6 separate regions of the Mus musculus genome follow, and regions 2, 3, 4, 5 and 6 are each linked to region 1. Evidence: chromatin contacts called from public HiCAR-type and HiChIP or PLAC-seq data. All regions are on one chromosome and are shown on one strand. The core of a region is the stretch at or near the end of the contact, and the rest is flanking DNA. Distances in the headings are between cores, read along the strand shown. Region 1 holds the start of Nufip1 (nuclear fragile X mental retardation protein interacting protein 1). Region 2 has its middle 37 kb from the start of Gm30365. Region 3 has its middle 94 kb from the start of Gm30365. Region 4 has its middle 76 kb from the start of Gm30365. Region 5 has its middle 48 kb from the start of Lacc1. Region 6 has its middle 85 kb from the start of Lacc1.

Region 1 (2,700 bases), core at 178-2,677:
CTGGTAGGATTCTGAAACTGAGGGTGTATAACAGAGGAGATAGATAGACGGACAGACAGATAGATACACATGCACACACATACACAGTGCATAGTGGCACTCTTTGTAAGAGTTAAAAACAAAAACAAAACCAGAATCTACCCAAATGTCTGTTACCTGTACAATAGGTAAAGAAATTGCAGGGGATTTACCAAATTGAATTCACTCATACTTCTTCAACCTAACTGGGTAGAAATTTCCTTCCTAAAACAAAGAATAAAGGGAATTTTTAAAAATAACGGCACTAGAAATAAGATCTGGAAGGAAGAATCTGCCGGAGACATAGTCTCTGGGTAGCCAGAAAAACAAAGTCAGATCAACATTCTGTCAGTTTTGTTCTTTCCCAAGTAGAGTCAGCGCCGGCCTTCAAACTGGAACAAACACTAAAGCCGGAAAAGCATGAAAGAGTGTGCGAGGTATTGATGTGGCATAGATGCATGTTAAGGTTGCAAGACACAGTGAATTGGTGGAGACTGAGATATCCACAAATTAGTTGAACAGAATGTGTTAAATATTAGCGTAACTGGGGAGAGGAAAACCCGGAGGAAGACGTGACAATGCTCGGGAAGGTGACGCTTAAACTGGTATATGAAGGACGTTTTGTCAGGCATTTAAGTACAACCATAGCACCCCCAAAAGTCTATCGTCAAAGCATAAACTCGAACTGTGTGGGCACTGGGCTGCTGTGTAAGATGGAATGATAGAATGAGGTCGGGAAGTCAGGCCGGGGAGGAGAGAGGCACAGGATCTTTGGCAAGAGTCTTGTAAATCTGAAGATATAGAGATACTAGGTTCTAACTTGGGCTTCATCACGGACTAGCTGCGTGTCTTAGGCACCGATTCATCAGCCGCTGTCATCATTTGTAACACATGCACCATCCATCATCTTTTCTTATACAGTTGATGGAAGGGTTAAACAGACGACCGGACGAAGATTGATCAGTTAGCACAGTCCTATTCGTAATAATAGCAAATTGGGACTGTATAGTCATTTTAACGATGATCGGGTCCCAAACACTCAGGCGTTGCCCAGCTTTTCCCCCAGGGCGGACCGCGCCCACTCCACGGTGGTCGCCAGTCCTTCCCGGGAGTGCAGACGCCCGCTGCTGCTTACCCGGGCTCGGGTCCCGTTCCTCGTCCTCAACTGTCGCGTGCTCCTTGAAGCCTGGCGGCAGTGCCGGCCCGATCAGGTCCCTAGCCATTCGCTGCGACGCACAGTCGCTCAAAGCCCAAGCCAACCTGCACACGCAGTTTAGCTAAACCCAGGCTGGACGGTGTAGACCAGGATTTGCTGCAAGGCCCGAAGGTTTTTCCGGCTTTGTCTGATGACGTAAGCCCGCGATGGGCTCATTGGCCAGATTACTGTAACGGAAGTGACGCTTAATGATAGTTCCACAGTTGCACTTTGGGCTCGCTGCTTGCTAGGTGGCATGGCTGAACCGGCACCCGCCGTGTGGCCTTCGGCCCCGGATCTGACTCCCGCGCCCGGGACTCCGAGCGAAGCTGCGCCGCCGCGGGACAACTGGGTGTACTGGGCCATGCTGCCGCCGCCACCACCTCCTCTGTCGTCCCCAGTGGCGGGCTCGGAGCAGAGCCGGAAGGGACAGCCTCACGTGCTGCCCCAGCCTCCCTCCGGAGCGCTTCCACCGTTCGATGCTCAGATTCTTCCCGCGGCGCAGCCTCCTTTCGATGCCCAGGCTCCGCCCGATGCTCAATCTCAGTTCAGCGGCCAGCAGGCCTGGAATTTGCAAGCCTCCACGCCTTGGTACTGGGGATTGTCTCCTAATGGTTTTTCCACGTACCACACGTCTTACCAATCTCCGGGTAAGCTGCAGTTCCTAGTGGCCCTACTTTACTTTCTCTTTCTTTCCTCTCCCAGCTTTCTCTTTTTATCTCTCAGCTTTGCGCTGTAGTTTTGGAGGCTGGTAATGAGTATTCAAAATGTGTCTCACTAGGTTTCCTGCCACCTGCTCATCCAAAATTTTATTAATTTAACCCAACTATAAAACTGGGGACTACTTGCATAGCAGTAAACAAAACATACAAAAATCCATACCTTTTGAGAGCTTCCTATCCCCTCAGTGTAGGAAGACGCGATACAGGAGATAAAACTAGGTATTAGGAAGTAATGATTGTATGTATGCATTAGAAAAGGATTGATTGGGGGGGAGGTGGAGAAATGGGTTGGCGATGAGACTCTATTGCTCTTGCAGAGGACCAAAGCTCGGTTCTCAACATCCACACTGGGCTCTCAACTGCCTGTAACTCCAGCCTCAGAGGAGCCGATAGCTTTCTTCTGGCCTCCAAGAGTACCTGCACTCCATGCTACCTACACAGTTTTTGTTTTTAATCTAAGAAAAAAATGATCAATAAACAATTGTACCTTTGCAATCTTAAATGAAACCCTCTTTTCTTTTTTAGTTACACATTCTTATTTTCCACGATCACATGATGCAAAATTCAATTTGCCTCAAAACAGAAAACAGAAAACGAAGGTAATTCCAAGATGATAAATGTGGCCTTTTGAACTTGAATGTTACTGCTCTATATATTAAGTTGTAACTGTCAGTGTTTCACATCTGTGGTGGACATGGAGAGCTTTACTTGGGTAGTATGTTTAAGGAACTTAATTATAAGTAAAATGTTGAAACAAAATAGTAT
Region 2 (2,700 bases), core at 198-2,697, 760 kb after region 1:
GATGGTTCAGGCCAGCATCCTAATTTTGCAGATGAGAAAACTGAACCCCAGAGCAGCTGGGAGGCTCTCAGTCTCACAGCTGGCTGCGGCCCAGCTGGGGCATGAATTTGTTTCCTTGGTTTCCTGACATTCTTTCTCCTCAGCTATACTTCCTCCTTGAAGAAGTGATGAGAGTCTCTGATACTTTTAAGTCTGTTGTTGGCATTTCTTTGGGAACCATGCAATGGTAGGTGTTAGGCGGTGGACATACATATAACCACTCGTTATTTATTTAACCTCACACCCATTGTAGACAGCAGAGAACCGAAGGACTGAGTAATGACATCCACAACCGCAACACCCACAACTACAACAGCACTGATGGGGCTGTGCTTCGCAATACAGCTCTCAATACAGGCAGGTATCTGAGGGACAAATGGGAGTCGCAGGAAAAGGAGCTCTGGTTCCTTCCCTCAGTTGGCATGGCAGCTCACGTCAAGTACAGTGGCGTTGTATCTGCCTATCGCCCAAGTTCCCCTACTAAAAAAATGCAAACAGTCAAACCAAGACAAAGAAAATGATTCAATAATGATGGCTGCTTGTCCCATGCTGATCAGTCAAACTGAGAAACAAATCAATTCAGGTCTGGCAGAAGTCCCCGAATGCTGCCGCTTTTCTTGTTATTTTGTTTTGTTTCTTGTTTTTTTGTTTGTTTTTGTTTTTGTTTTTGTTTTTTGTTTTTTTGGTTTTTTGTCTAGTCTTTTTAAACTTTGAATTTCTTCTGTGGCTCTTCATTCCTGCCCAGGGAAGCTGCTTGAATCTTGTTATCCCCATATCCTTTTTCAAGTTCTCCCAGTATTATTTAGTGCATAGGACTGAACACAAGGGACGGCTCCATAATTCCTTCCACAGTCAGCTCCAACCTTTCTTTCTACAGATGCTTCGTTCAGACAGCCTCGTCCAGGAATCAGGTCAGAGCCGTACCAGAGCTTGGCTGCTTCTCTGGAAATGCGGAGTGAACCACAGGATTTTTAGCAGAGCCTGTTTCAGCCAGTGATTGGAAATGATGAAGTGCTTTCAAGATCAGCATCTCAGATCACTCGTTTATGGTTGGCCTAGAAATGAATCATTTATTTTAGGTCTGGGCCTTAAGGGGAAAAAAAAAAAGCAAAATCAAAGCTTGGATGCTTTGTTTTCATGGTTCTCCTTATATCAGGCAAGGAGAAGAGGGAGGGCACTGTGGGCTTTAGTGGGAACGGCAACACAGCACTATTTCCCTTCCTTTGTTGGTAACATTTTCCTAGCTGCATCCACTTCCATTTTATGACTCAATTTACTGTGTTTAAAATTACACCACATTCTTCCTGCTATGCTTAGGTCAACTATACGTACTGTGTATACAGTGGGAAATTCTTCCTCACAGTGCTGGAGAGTGCTATGGCCTTTGTATTTGTGTCCTTGTTGCCATGGTGACCAGAAAAGGTTAAAGCCAGGGCCTTAGAGAGTAGAGTGGCTAAGCAAATAGCTATGACTCGGTGTGCACCTCAAGATGAGGATTAAAATGTCCTACAACCGCTGTCATAAAATTCACTTTCCATTTCTCTCGTGTGGGTTATTGCCTGATATACATATTCTCAAAACCATCTCACTCCACTTGGCCCTTCCTCTGTAAGGTACAGCTTCATGGCCATGTCTCTCTGACGATAACCTCTGCAAATCCAGGAGCAAAGCTTTATATCCACATGTGAAGAAGACACACCGATGAGAATATCAACAAGCCAGCCTATCTTCTTTGTGCCCTCCACTTTAAATCCATTTAGATGAGAATAATAAAGCATCACCCCTGTTTGTTTAAGAGGTTGCTAAATAAACTTGGGCAATGCTTAATAACACGGACTGTGTTAAACATTTACCAGCTGTGAGCACACAGACTCGCCTTTATGTTGGGCAATGATCCCCAGAGCCCCAACTCAATATTTCTTTATATACTTTAGCTGCCCTTGAGTTGAACTTAAAGGGCTTGTTTCAAAATTAACTTTGCATATAGGTAGAGAATGTCACACTTGCCAGGCCCAGGGCTGTCACAGCATGAAGAAAAGAGACCATTTTCTATTTCTAGTTTCAGGTTCAAAAGTAGGCTCGGGAAAGAACCTTCATTAAGTACTTTCCTGTCCCCTCTGCCCATTGCACAAGAGTAACAGTATATCCAGGCCCTTCAATTCATTGTTGAACTTTTAACTTACTTAGTACCTAAGTTTTCCACCATCTTGGTTTTTTTGCAATATATTTTCATGCTGCCAATATAATGGACATTAAGTCATAGGTTTACATTTAGGTGCTTATTTCCTGCTTTTAATGTAACTTCATACTTACTACATTAGCAAATCAAAAATATTTTAGCTTCTATCCTGGCCCCTGTTCTGCCATCTGGTGGACAAATGAGGAAGGGATGGGGATTAAATAATAGACACGTAGTTTTTCCTTTATGGGACCTGTAAGTGCGTCTATCAGCAAGTGTTTAGGGGGTGTTATTCATCAAACGGTGCCCAGGAAGGCACACAATCAAATGTCCTACTCTAGGGAATAACCGGTCCATTCGGTTCCTAGGAAGACTATGACCGGTTATGGAATCGACAGCCTCTTGTCTGGGTTAACAGAACAGTCAGTAAAATGCTTGCCTTACAAAGAGGGCCCTGACTTTAATACCTAAAACCCGTTAAA
Region 3 (2,700 bases), core at 11-2,510, 820 kb after region 1:
GGTAGCCAGGCCTTTAACACATGAGTCCTTTTAGAATCAAATGGTAGCACAGCCCAATGACCATCACCTCAGAGAAGAAAGGGGCAGAGATGGATACGAACCAAGAGAAACAAAGAGCAATAGGAGGAATCCTTGCGTTAAGCCTTTTCCTACTACGGTGAGGTCTGCCATGCTCTACTTGGCTAAGGGAGTATCCATTTTAGGAGGGAAATGGCTACATGCTGGAGGATAAGCAGACTAGAGAGGAATTCTGGTGTTGTCATTTATATTACTTGTCCCCCTGAAATTTCTTGTCAGAGGGCAGGGTTGCTTCACAGATGAGAAATGAAGAAGGGCTTACGCAGTGGAGGGGGATGAGATAATTAGATGAGAACACATACGTTTTATTCTCAAAATATGGAGCATGAATAATTAAGGGATGGAATGTGAATAAATACAGACATTACAGGCTCCTCTAAAAATTAGATTCCTACTGCTTGAAGTCATTTTAATAATCTTGTGGTTTATTCTATAATGTATTTTCCAATTGCTCTCAAGGGCCCCAAGGCACAAATACAATCCAATCGTTCAGCAAGGTTCTCTAAACAATAGAGAATAGTAATAAAATAGAAACTGGCTGAATCTAGCTATAAGCCACATTGAGGTAACTCTTTGCCCTTCTATGGCATTTGCCTTGAAGAGCCTGGCCTCTGGGTGAGGATTAATTAAATCCCACAACTGCAAGGAGGGGCGAAATTCCAGATGAGTACAATTAAACCCTGTTATAAGCACCTCTTCATTCACAGTTGGAATATACCTGGGTCAGGTTATGCCTTCGTGTGCATGAGAATGTAGGACATGCCTTTCCCTCTCTAGTCCTGAATGCTTCTAACACAAGGCTCTCCACTGCCCATGCAGACTGACTGTTTGACTCTCTCCCATGATGCCCGTTGGTTCTCCAGTAGCAGGTGAGGTCTATGGAATCCTACATGTAAAGTATTACAGAATTTGACAAAATGATACTGTAGCTAAGTTCCCAAACCAAACTGGGTTTCATTCCTCCCATCCATCTTCAATCAAAGAATTGAACAAAATGTTCCCTGTGCTGTGGGAACAACAAAGCTTGAAGAGAGTGGCCTTTCTGCCTTCAGTATGGGATTTTACTTCATTGAAGACTTTGTTTATAGATGAAATTCCTCTTTGAGTGTGTTTTGAGGTCTGCTTGACATATGTTCTTAAGGAGCTGGACTGAGAGCTCAAAGCAGGAAGTGGTCAAATATCTGTCACATGCTATTATCAGGGCTTTGAGTCACAATGATTCTCCTTTGCTTTGAACAGGCACTTTCAATGGAATACAGCTTGGAAAGGGAGCCCTGTGGCCTTCCGTTCCTCCAGCAATCATGTCTCCTGTCTTCTCAGCCAACTTAAATATGACCCCCCCCCCATACCCCAGAGCACCGATCAGCTTTCCTGAATATCATAAACTATGTGCAGAACTTGTGGTTTTCAACTTTATGGTGACATCTAAAACTATACTCTCTATGCACCTGGAATGGGTAGAATGTATGGCTTAACAAAAAAACATAGTAATGTGTAAACAAAAAATCAAATTGAATGTATCAATTGTTCTAACATGGCTTCAAACAAGCTTAGACTAGGCCAACTGAATATGAAGAGATTTGGATTTTTTTTTCTCCACGTGAATTTATTGTGTGTGTGTCTATAGGCCTGGAGCATGAAGGTCAGAAGACTGTGTGTGTGTACGTATGTCCACATGCCCACAGGCTTGGAGTGTAGAGGTCAGAGGATAATGTACAAGTGGGGGCTCTCTCCTTCCACCAAGTAGGTCCTGGGGATCAGACTCAAGTCATCAGGCTTGGTGGCAAGGGCCTTTACTTGCTGAGCTATCTCCAACACACCCAGAGATTTAGAGAGGAGTGATCTGCAAAGGTTTTGGGGAAGCCAGAAACATCAGGGGATGTTTTCAATGGGAAAATCTGAAGGAGTGAAGATGCTAGCTACCAAGGAAAAAGCTCCTCAGAGTGGCATAAGCCCACCAAGAGGACCCGTGAGCATGCAACTGTTTGCTTGACTGAAGAAGGCATAGTAAGTCCTAAGTATGAGCTTTACTCAAAGGTTCTCCAGAAAGCTGAAGAGCAAGTTTATCCTTGCAAGATCTGATTCCATTGCCTCCAGAGTTGTATATTACAGACCCTTAGTCAGCCCCTTTGGTTTGATTGTTAACAATAGATAGAATTTCTACATCACCAAATCTCTAAAGACCAGTGTATTGATAGGTGCTATACTTCTCACAGGAGGAAAGAGCCAGAAAAGTGACATTGTAGAAGTTGTTACTGAGCAAGAAGCCACCTCAGATGTGGAAGATACCTACAGGTAGCTCTGTCAGCAAAAACAGCAGGTCAAAAAAAGTCCACATGTGACATTCAAAGGTTGGGATGACAAGGAGCTATGTGCTACTGTACGACTGCAATGCCTGCCTCTGAAGGTGCCAGCAGTTCTAAAACCAGGGCCAGCCCACATCCTCAGGTAGATGAAAACAGTTACCATTATATTCACATTACCCAGCAAGCTCTAAAGATCATGGTGTGAATGAGGTCAGTTGAGGTCTAAACGGAACTAGAATTTCTTCAGATTTGCTACCTGTGACACCACTATCCTGCTGCACAAGGAGTTCTGAGCCACTGGAGCAGAAAGCCGCAG
Region 4 (2,700 bases), core at 13-2,512, 800 kb after region 1:
TGTTGTGGGTCTGTGGCTGTCTTAGCTTCCACACAGCCTCCTCCCTTTGCCCTTTCCTCCCCCACTGGGACTGTGGTGTTTTCTCTGGGTCAGGCCCAACCTGTGGCCTCCCCACAGCAAGGGCCTATCTTCCTCCTGCTGTCTTCTTCCTGTGCCTTTGCTTTAACTCAGTTTCCCACTTCCCCTCTTCTCTTATCTCCATCTGGCACCCATCACCCTTGACTTTTACAACTTACGGACTTGGATTTTTGCAAAAGAAATAATATCCCCTTAAAACAGAGTGTAGCAAACATTGTGTCTCTTCTTTTGGAGCAATGTGTCATTGTGTGAATTTGGATTCACTGCAGGTCACATCCTGCTCTTTAAGTTGCATCTCTGTGTAGCCTGTGAGGGTTTCACCCGAACATTGTCTTCTGACAGCAGCATAGTAAACACATGGCGCCTTTACTTCCAGGTCTAGACTTTTAAAGGTGATGTGACAACATGGGGTTTGTTCTCTGCTGTAGGCAAGACAATTCATGCTATTTTTATGCTTCCTCTAGAATCTTTTCCCAATTGTTGCTGTCTCTTCACTCTGTAACTGCCTTCAGAGGGTCTCCAGGCAGCATCAGGCTGGCCATCTTCCTTGGGCCCTACTTTCCTACTTTTTTTTTGCCTTCTCAGGACTGACCAGCATTGCTCATCTCCACTAATGGCTGTTTCAGGTAGAGCAGGAAGGTTCATAAAACAAATATGTTTGGCCTCATCGAGGGCATACAATACTGAAACCTGGAGGCAGACATCAAACAGTATATATAATACAGTATGCAAAGCACTAACAAGCAAGTTGCTAACTAACTGGATGCAAATTAAGAAATTGTCTAGTGTTGATATGGGCGCTATCACTAAAGGTCCAGGATAAAAATGGAAAAGAGTAGGAAGAGGTGTGAAGTCGTAGGCTGCCTTGGTGTTGGAAGGGAGCTCAGGTAGACTTCACTGAGAACGGAACAACTAAGTGGAAGCTTGGAGGAGGTCAGAGGAGCCCTAGCACACGACTGTACTAGGGTGTACTAGGTAAAGGGACAGCTGGCTCTGAGACCCAAAGGGCAGCCTGTCTCTTCGCAGCCTAGGAGCCCGGCACCTCAGAGACAGTTGGGTGGAGGGTTGGAGGGATCAGGAAGCTAGGTCCCTAGGTTTACTACACTGTCCTGTGACTTCTGTCATTATGCTCTGAGCTGAATGGCCTCACTTCCTTTGTTTCCTCTCCAGCAGGCTTAGCCCTGCCCAGTCTCTTCTGAGTTGTCTTCAGGTCCTGCTTCCTCATCCTGCCCTGCCTCCTCACCACCACACACCCATCCCCTTGGGTTCTGCTGTACAGCCAAGTCCCCAAAGTTTTCCCAAGCCTCCACTTTCTCATCACTACTTGTTAGCTGGTGTCTTACTAACCTCATACCCGGTAGGTAATGCAACAGCTCTCCCAGTACCATCCTTAACCCCTGGAGAGTTTTCTGCTTCCTAGTGGAGGCTCATGTCTTGGCGACTGTTAGATCACGGGCCTGACACTTTAAAATGCATCCCCCATGGTCCTGAATAAGATGCTCTTTCACTTAAATAATACTGAAGAAGAATTGTCACCAGCTTCCTTCTCCAGGAACCAACCAAACCAGTCTCATTATGTATTATAATAGCTGCTGGTATTTAAAATCGGCTCTTACCATCACCCTTCCTATCTCTCTAGCATCTGTGTTGTACCTCTATCACTAAACAGGACTGTAAGTTTAACTACAGTTTGCAAAGCCACACGTAGAGAGCTTTATTCCATCTTCATACTAGTGTAACTAAACTATATTTTCAAAAGCGAATCTGCAAAACACATGACTTATTTTTGCCTGATACTAAAACCCCTTAGAAACTTGTGGCAAAGAGAAACCCCCAAGTATAGAATACTAGATAATGTAAATAAGGTTTTGTTAAAACAGGTTCCAGCAGGCTAGAATCTGGGTGATAAGCCCTTCTTTTGGTGCCAGGAAGTTCTTGTGCCCCTTGCCAGGTCTTCCCTGGCATTTGCTCATCACTTTGATGAGTTTGCAGCTCTTGCCTGGGGTCATAACTCAGCCCTCTTATCACAGATTCACCCAGAAAAGAATTTGAGTAATGAGTGAACCCCCTAAAAGCGATTTATTCGGCACTACCCGCCTACACCCCTACTTGTGCAAATGTTATGTATCTTCTAGATCCATACAATCCTTGTAAATTTCTGCTACTTCAGATTCTCTCTCCCTCTCTGTGTGTCTCTCTCACACACACATACACATGTGTGTGTACATGCATGCACACTATCATTTACTGTGGGTTTTTTTTTAGCAGTAACAAGACATAGGTTATCTCCTCTGTCTCCCCCACCCCCACCCCTATCTCTCCACCTAAAAGCTGTCTTTTAACCTGTAATATACTTATTCAGAAACAAGCATGGCCGTTTCTTCTGACGAGAGAGCTCCATTTCTCCCTCCCACAGGCACCATCCACCTTAGAGAACGTAAAGATTTTTCCATTCCTCTTTCTACGCATGTCCACTCCTCTTCCTTTGGGGAGGAAGATGACCCTAGGGAAAAGCTTCGCTCACTGTTGAACAAAGCTCAAGCTCTGATATTGGGCCAGCTGCAAAACCTGCATCGGAACAGCATGGTTGCACAGGGTACTCATAGGAGAGCTGGTGAGAGC
Region 5 (2,700 bases), core at 71-2,570, 880 kb after region 1:
TTGCAGCTTCCACTCCCTCCTCTCCTCCTCTTCCCCACCACCACCCATTCATTTCTCCTCAGAAAAGGGCAGGTCTCCCACAGATATCAACCGGCCTTGCCACATGAAATTGCAGTAAGAACAGGCACAACTTCTTTTGAGGTAGACAAGGCAGCCCAGTTAGGGAACGGGGATCTAAAGGCAAGCAATAGAGTCAGTGACAGCCCCTGCTCTGACTTTCTGAGTCCCACATGGAGACCCAGACCCAGCTGTACAACTGTCACATATGTGCAGAGGTCAATCCCAGACATGCTCACTTGGTTGTCAGTTTAGTCTCTGTGAGCCCCTATGGACTTTTTAGTGGTAACCATTCTGACTAAAGTAGGCTGAGATGAAATGAAAAAGTAGTTTTATTTCCCTGGTAAATAAGGTTTTGTGTGTGTGTGTGTGTGTGTGTGTGTGTGTGTGTGTGTGTGTGTGTGTGTTTTCTTTATCATTTCAGAGCTGTTCGTTTCTTTAGCCCAATTGTTGTTTGTGTTGTTGGGGGTTTTGGTTTGTAGCATTTTAGTACTCTGCGCATTCTATATAGTAATCGTCTGTCAGATGCAGAGTGGAGAGGCATCCTTCCATTCTGTAGACTGCCTCCTCTCTGTTATTTCTTTGCTTTGCAGAAGCTTTCTAATCTCATGCAATTCCATTGGTCAATCCTTGGTTTTGCTTCCGGATCTGTAAGTAAGATGTGCCTGTTCTTACTGCAATTTCATGTGGCCAGGCTGGTTGATATCTGTGGGAGACCTGCCCTTTTCTGAGGAGAACGGAAGGAGTGAATGCCCTCTCTTGGTCCTTGGCTGTGTTTAACGCCTGACATGCTTTTCTCTGACACTTTTGGAGTTTCAGATTGTACATGAAGTCATTTGATCTATTTATTATTGATTTGTTATCTGTTGAGTGAGAGGACTAAGTTTTGCAGCATCATTTATCGAAGAGTCTGTCTTTTCTCCCATATAGGTTTTATTGCATCTTCATCAGAAACCAAGTAGCTGTAGCTGTGTGTCTTTTTTCCCTGTTGTCTCAGCTGTGTTTTGGTCACTATGGCTCTGTAGTGTAATTTGACATTAGATACTGTGATGATTCCAGTATTGCTGCTTTTAATTGGGATTGCTTTGCCCATTTGGGGTCTTTTGTGTTTCTATGAGGATTTTCTGGGTTTGTTTTATTTTCTCCTTTAAAAGATATTTTCTTTTTAATTTTGTGCATGTGTGGGGGTGTATGTACATGAGTGTGGGTGCCTGTGGAGGCCAGAGGAAGATGTAAGATTCCCTGAGGTTTCCCCATTTTTTTTGTTCCTCATTTAATAATGTGCTGTTCAATTTCCATGCGTTTGCACAAAGTTCTGTGGTTTCTCTCGCTGTTGGTTTCTAGTTTTATTTACTGTGATTAGATAGAATACCAAAAATCATTTCAATGTTCCTGTATTTGTTAAGATTTGATTTATGACCTAAAATACAGCCTATTTTAGAGAAAGAACACTCCCATGCATTGGTGAGAATGAGCATTCTGAAATATTTGGTAGTCTGTTCTATAGATGGTTTTTTAGGTCCATTTGATATAGAATGTTGTTTAACTCTAATGCTTATCTGTTAATTTTTTTTGTCTTCATAGTTCATATATTGGAGCAAATGGGGTACTGAAGTCACCCACTACAGCTACGTTAAGGCCGATCTGTGTCTTAACATACAGTCCTGTTTATTTTATGAAAGTGGATTGCTGAAATCTAGTAAACACATACTGAGCTGCTGTATCATCTTAGTGAAATGTTCCCTTGATCAATATGAAGTAGCTGTTTTCTCTCCTCACTGCTGTTGGCTCGAAGCTTGCTGTGTATGATGACCTCAGTACACTGATAGCTGCTTGCTTCCTGGTTCTCTGTTCATGGAATGCCTTCTCCCATCCTTTTACTGTAAAGCTCTGTTCATTTTCACCAGTGAGGGAAAACAAATACCTCTTGCAGGCAAGAAATGGCTGGATCTTGAATTTTAATACAACCTGCTAGTCTGTATCATTTTATTGAAGAATTGAGATTACTAATGTTCAGGTGTATTGTGGAGCTGTAACCAGTCATCCATTTTTTGTAGTATTTGATATTTTCCTAATCATCATCTTTTATATTTAGTCTTCTTGTAGAGTTTAATTCTGCCTTGTAAACTCATAGATGTCTTTATCTTCACTGTATACATTTCCTCCAGGCATTCTGCTGGTATGGAGATTATACATTTCTTTGTTGTATGTTTATTGTGGAAATGTATTTCTTTCTCTTTCAATTATGAAGGATAGTTTTGCTGGGTAAAGTAATTTTGGTTGACATTATCTTTCAGAGATTAAAGCCCAGTATTGTGAGCCTCCTGGCTTTTAAGAGTTTCTACTGAGAATTCCATACTTACTCTTATGGGTATGGTTTTATATATAACCCAATGTCTGTCTGTCTGTCTCTCTCCTGCCAATATTCCTTCTCTGCTCTATACATGAAGCATTTTAACTACAATACAACATGAAGGGCTTCTTTTCTGGTGTTGTGTGTTTGTTACCTAAGGTGTCTCTGACCAAGCCTGCTCAGTCAGTCAACAGGTTCTCCAGTGCGGGAGTGAGGAGTGGGTGGGTAGGAGGCGGGGAGGGTATGGGGGACTTTTGGGATAGCATTTGAAATGTAAATGAAGAAAATAC
Region 6 (2,700 bases), core at 175-2,674, 840 kb after region 1:
AAATCAAAGAAGTCACACATGACACTGTGGTCCAATCTAGTAGCATCACACAAACAGCCTGACAACAAAAAGTTAGCAAACTTTCAGAAAACACCAGAGAAGGGATGTGTGATTCCTAACCCACAGCAGCACACCTCTACAGAGCCTGTGTTCTCTCTTATCGACATCATAATAGGTGGTCTCTCCTCAGCATCCTTCTCTACTGTCAACCAAAAACTTTACTATCATTTGCAGAAGAGTCAGACCCCTCTGAGCCACCCCACCTCCATCTTCCCCCTTCCATGAGCAAATTCTTCACTGAACCATCATCTGAAAGATAAAGCACACCGAGGACATACTAAATGAACAAGAGTTCTTTGCTGTGTTGCAAAAGGAACAAAGGGTGTCTATGCGTTCACTCCACCATGACAGCGTTTTACCTTGTAACAAGTATGGAGCTAAAAATCACTGTCTATTCTAGAGACACACAGAGGTTCCTGCAGGGACGTGGACAACATTCTCAAGAACACTCACCTGGGTTAGAATTTCCCTGTGACCTTCTCTCTTCCCTTCTGTTGCTTTCTAGCTTCTGAATTATTCATGAACATGTTTTGTTTGCACTAGAAATTAAAAACTAAATAAATTCATCAAAGTGGACAAAGAAAAGTCACAGTGACATCACAGGAAACAGCACATGTGAAAAATTAAACAAAATTTGTGTGTGTGTGTGTGTATGTTTAGGTAAATACAGTTAAACTTTCTCTTCCTGTGTTCAACATCAACCAGCCCCACTAGTTTTTGCAATGATTTGAATTCCTCCTACATGTGAAGTTCTTAAGCTGATTATTTCACACATTAATTTATTTGACAACCCATCAACCCTGTTTAATGTGTGAGTGCACTGGGGTGTGACTTGGACTTCACTGATCAATTGCAAGAAATGTTAAACAGTCTGAACTAAAGTTTGATCTTTATTCATTCTCCCTGGGAATAGGGACTCAGCATCTACACATTTGTATCCCGTTCCATCTCTGTACTCCAGTGGTTCTCAACTTGTGGGTCGAGACCCTTTGGGGGTTGAATGATCTTTTCATAGGGCTCACCTAAGGTCATTGGAAAACACAGATATTTACATTACAATTCATAAAAATAGCAAAATTACAGTTATGAAGTAGCAACAAAAATAATTTCATGTGGGGGGGGGTCACCACAACATGAGGGACTGCATTAAAGGGTCATAGCATTAGGAATGTTGGGAACCCCCGTTCTATACTCACACATCCTTGTACTGCCTCCCCAATCTATAGCTGCTTTTTATTTTCCTTTTTATAATTCCTGAGCCACACAAGTTTCCCTCGAAGAGGAGGAGCCTGCCAGAGCAGTCTAACTTGTGACTCATGAGCTTCTCTTAGCTTGGGGAATTCTGCAGGGAGGTTTGCGACATATCCCTGCCAAGGTCCCTCACAGAACGTCAGTAGCCAGTGCCAGGCAGCTGGCACTCCTTGTTCCCTAGAAAGGAGCTTGTTAATCAGACTCTCCAACCACAAATGCCAAACTGTCCCCTTGCTCACTGCTGTTAAGTTCTATCCTGGGAGTTCCAGAAAGCAGAATGTGTCACCTGACAATTATACTTACACATCAGCGTTCCTTTGGGACTGGAATTAAATAGCCAAGTCCATTCTAGTTGTGGGCTAAAAGCAGATTTCTTTGTGAGGAGAAAGGAAATAGCTACTCCTTAAAGCCCCAAATGTCCTTGAACTCTTGGAGAAGTGATTGGAAGTAGGCGTTAGTAGGGAAGCTACAGAAAAGCCATCAGAGGAAAATGTTTAAAGAAAGTCACTGACAATTCTCTATGGCAGGACAGGACTCAGTGATATTATATAATTATCAAGCAGCATTTCAGCAACCGTAGCAGAGCGCCTGTCTCAGTCTTTTTAGTCTAGTGAAACTTGTCTTTTTATTCTCTAATGAAGAGGCCCTGTGTGCCAACATGGGTAGATGAGCCTGTTGAACGAGAGCCTCGTGTTTGACAGGATCCTTGCTTTCTCAGGTTCTAGTCTGACTTAGGAGGTATTGCGTTATGGCCTCATAAGGGAAAAGACCAATTTGCCAAGAACTCCAGGTTCTTCCATCCTTGAGAGCCCAGCTCGGTGGAGTCATTGTGTTCCCTGTGAAGTCTTCCTGGTTGGCTTTCCTCCTAGATGTCTCTCTGTGGATGTAATCACACTGTATGCCTCTCTGCCACCTCCCCATCACAGTTACTGCTCTGTATTTATACTATGATTCTTCATTTACTATCCAACACCACTCAAGGATTTAAACTTACATGGCAACATAGGACCAAGAGCTTTTTGTTAATCTTTTTTTCTCATGCTTCATATGTTTGATCATCATTAGTGCTCAATAATTTCACTTCCTGTTGAGAGGATGACTGATTTAGGTGGTTATTGTTAGAGGAATAAAGGGGCCAAAGCAGAGAAGATAAAAAAATGTCCAGACCAAAGTTACCATGAAGGCAGAAAAAGATGGGACCCGTAGATTCTTCCTGTTTGATTTAGAAATAGAAGGTGGGTCTTACCAGAAGTGCAGAGATGGGGGATTCTTGCTGCTCTGGTGGCTGTGGTGTAATATGGTGTCAGGTGTCAGGGTGGAGTATGGAACTTGTAATTGAGAATGGTGTAGGTTATACTCTGGGTCTGGTTGCTTCACTTTAATGCAGTG

Evidence for each region. HiCAR-type assays count read pairs that join an accessible place to other places. HiChIP or PLAC-seq counts read pairs in DNA pulled down with a chosen protein or histone mark.
Region 2: a contact with region 1 is called in a FOXA1 HiChIP or PLAC-seq map of pancreatic cancer cells. The contact joins the enhancer-like site here to the promoter of Nufip1 in region 1. A contact is called at or near these places in 2 of 39 promoter capture datasets (hippocampal neurons and stem cell-derived epiblast-like cells), 1 of 484 Hi-C or Micro-C datasets (cerebellum), 10 of 115 datasets of contacts at active chromatin or transcription factors (astrocytes, bone marrow-derived macrophages, cardiomyocytes and 7 more) and 1 of 9 other capture datasets (liver).
Region 3: a contact with region 1 is called in an H3K4me3 HiChIP or PLAC-seq map of bone marrow-derived macrophages, with 5 times the contacts expected there. The contact joins the enhancer-like site here to the promoter of Nufip1 in region 1. A contact is called at or near these places in 1 of 39 promoter capture datasets (hippocampal neurons) and 4 of 115 datasets of contacts at active chromatin or transcription factors (acute myeloid leukemia, bone marrow-derived macrophages, craniofacial prominence and 1 more).
Region 4: a contact with region 1 is called in an H3K4me3 HiChIP or PLAC-seq map of bone marrow-derived macrophages, with 4 times the contacts expected there. The contact joins the enhancer-like site here to the promoter of Nufip1 in region 1. A contact is called at or near these places in 4 of 39 promoter capture datasets (the 3T3-L1 cell line, hippocampal neurons and liver), 3 of 115 datasets of contacts at active chromatin or transcription factors (bone marrow-derived macrophages, cardiomyocytes and fetal liver) and 1 of 9 other capture datasets (adipose tissue).
Region 5: an H3K4me3 HiChIP or PLAC-seq map of bone marrow-derived macrophages shows a contact between it and region 1, with 7 times the contacts expected there. The contact joins the enhancer-like site here to the promoter of Nufip1 in region 1. A contact is called at or near these places in 8 of 115 datasets of contacts at active chromatin or transcription factors (acute myeloid leukemia, bone marrow-derived macrophages, embryonic basal ganglia and 4 more) and 1 of 9 other capture datasets (adipose tissue).
Region 6: a contact with region 1 is called in a HiCAR-type map of astrocytes, with 2.2 times the contacts expected there. The contact joins the enhancer-like site here to the promoter of Nufip1 in region 1. A contact is called at or near these places in 1 of 39 promoter capture datasets (hippocampal neurons) and 6 of 115 datasets of contacts at active chromatin or transcription factors (acute myeloid leukemia, astrocytes, bone marrow-derived macrophages and 3 more).

What each region holds. Positions count from the first base shown.
Region 1 is chr14:76,109,464-76,112,163 of GRCm38.p6, forward strand. It overlaps Nufip1 (nuclear fragile X mental retardation protein interacting protein 1), which reads left to right and starts at 1,428. Exons shown (of 10, transcript NM_013745.5): 1 at 1,428-1,863; 2 at 2,461-2,534. The coding sequence starts at 1,470. It overlaps Gpalpp1 (GPALPP motifs containing 1), which reads right to left and starts at 1,352. Exons shown (of 8, transcript NM_026177.3): 1 at 1,154-1,352. The coding sequence starts at 1,241.
Region 2 is chr14:76,873,779-76,876,478 of GRCm38.p6, forward strand. No RefSeq gene overlaps it. Among named protein-coding and RNA genes, the nearest start is that of Gm30365, 37 kb to the left of the region's middle. Within about 2 kb of position 1,448, at least 146 of the 459 cell types and tissues checked have an H3K27ac peak or open chromatin away from gene starts, as enhancers often do. A contact at or near this core is called in liver and pancreatic cancer cells, where this site is marked.
Region 3 is chr14:76,930,406-76,933,105 of GRCm38.p6, forward strand. No RefSeq gene overlaps it. Among named protein-coding and RNA genes, the nearest start is that of Gm30365, 94 kb to the left of the region's middle. Within about 2 kb of position 1,261, at least 12 of the 459 cell types and tissues checked have an H3K27ac peak or open chromatin away from gene starts, as enhancers often do. A contact at or near this core is called in bone marrow-derived macrophages, where this site is marked.
Region 4 is chr14:76,912,794-76,915,493 of GRCm38.p6, forward strand. No RefSeq gene overlaps it. Among named protein-coding and RNA genes, the nearest start is that of Gm30365, 76 kb to the left of the region's middle. Within about 2 kb of position 1,263, at least 29 of the 459 cell types and tissues checked have an H3K27ac peak or open chromatin away from gene starts, as enhancers often do. A contact at or near this core is called in bone marrow-derived macrophages, where this site is marked.
Region 5 is chr14:76,987,536-76,990,235 of GRCm38.p6, forward strand. No RefSeq gene overlaps it. Among named protein-coding and RNA genes, the nearest start is that of Lacc1, 48 kb to the right of the region's middle. Within about 2 kb of position 1,321, at least 2 of the 459 cell types and tissues checked have an H3K27ac peak or open chromatin away from gene starts, as enhancers often do. A contact at or near this core is called in bone marrow-derived macrophages, where this site is marked.
Region 6 is chr14:76,950,152-76,952,851 of GRCm38.p6, forward strand. No RefSeq gene overlaps it. Among named protein-coding and RNA genes, the nearest start is that of Lacc1, 85 kb to the right of the region's middle. Within about 2 kb of position 1,425, at least 100 of the 459 cell types and tissues checked have an H3K27ac peak or open chromatin away from gene starts, as enhancers often do. A contact at or near this core is called in astrocytes and hippocampal neurons, where this site is marked.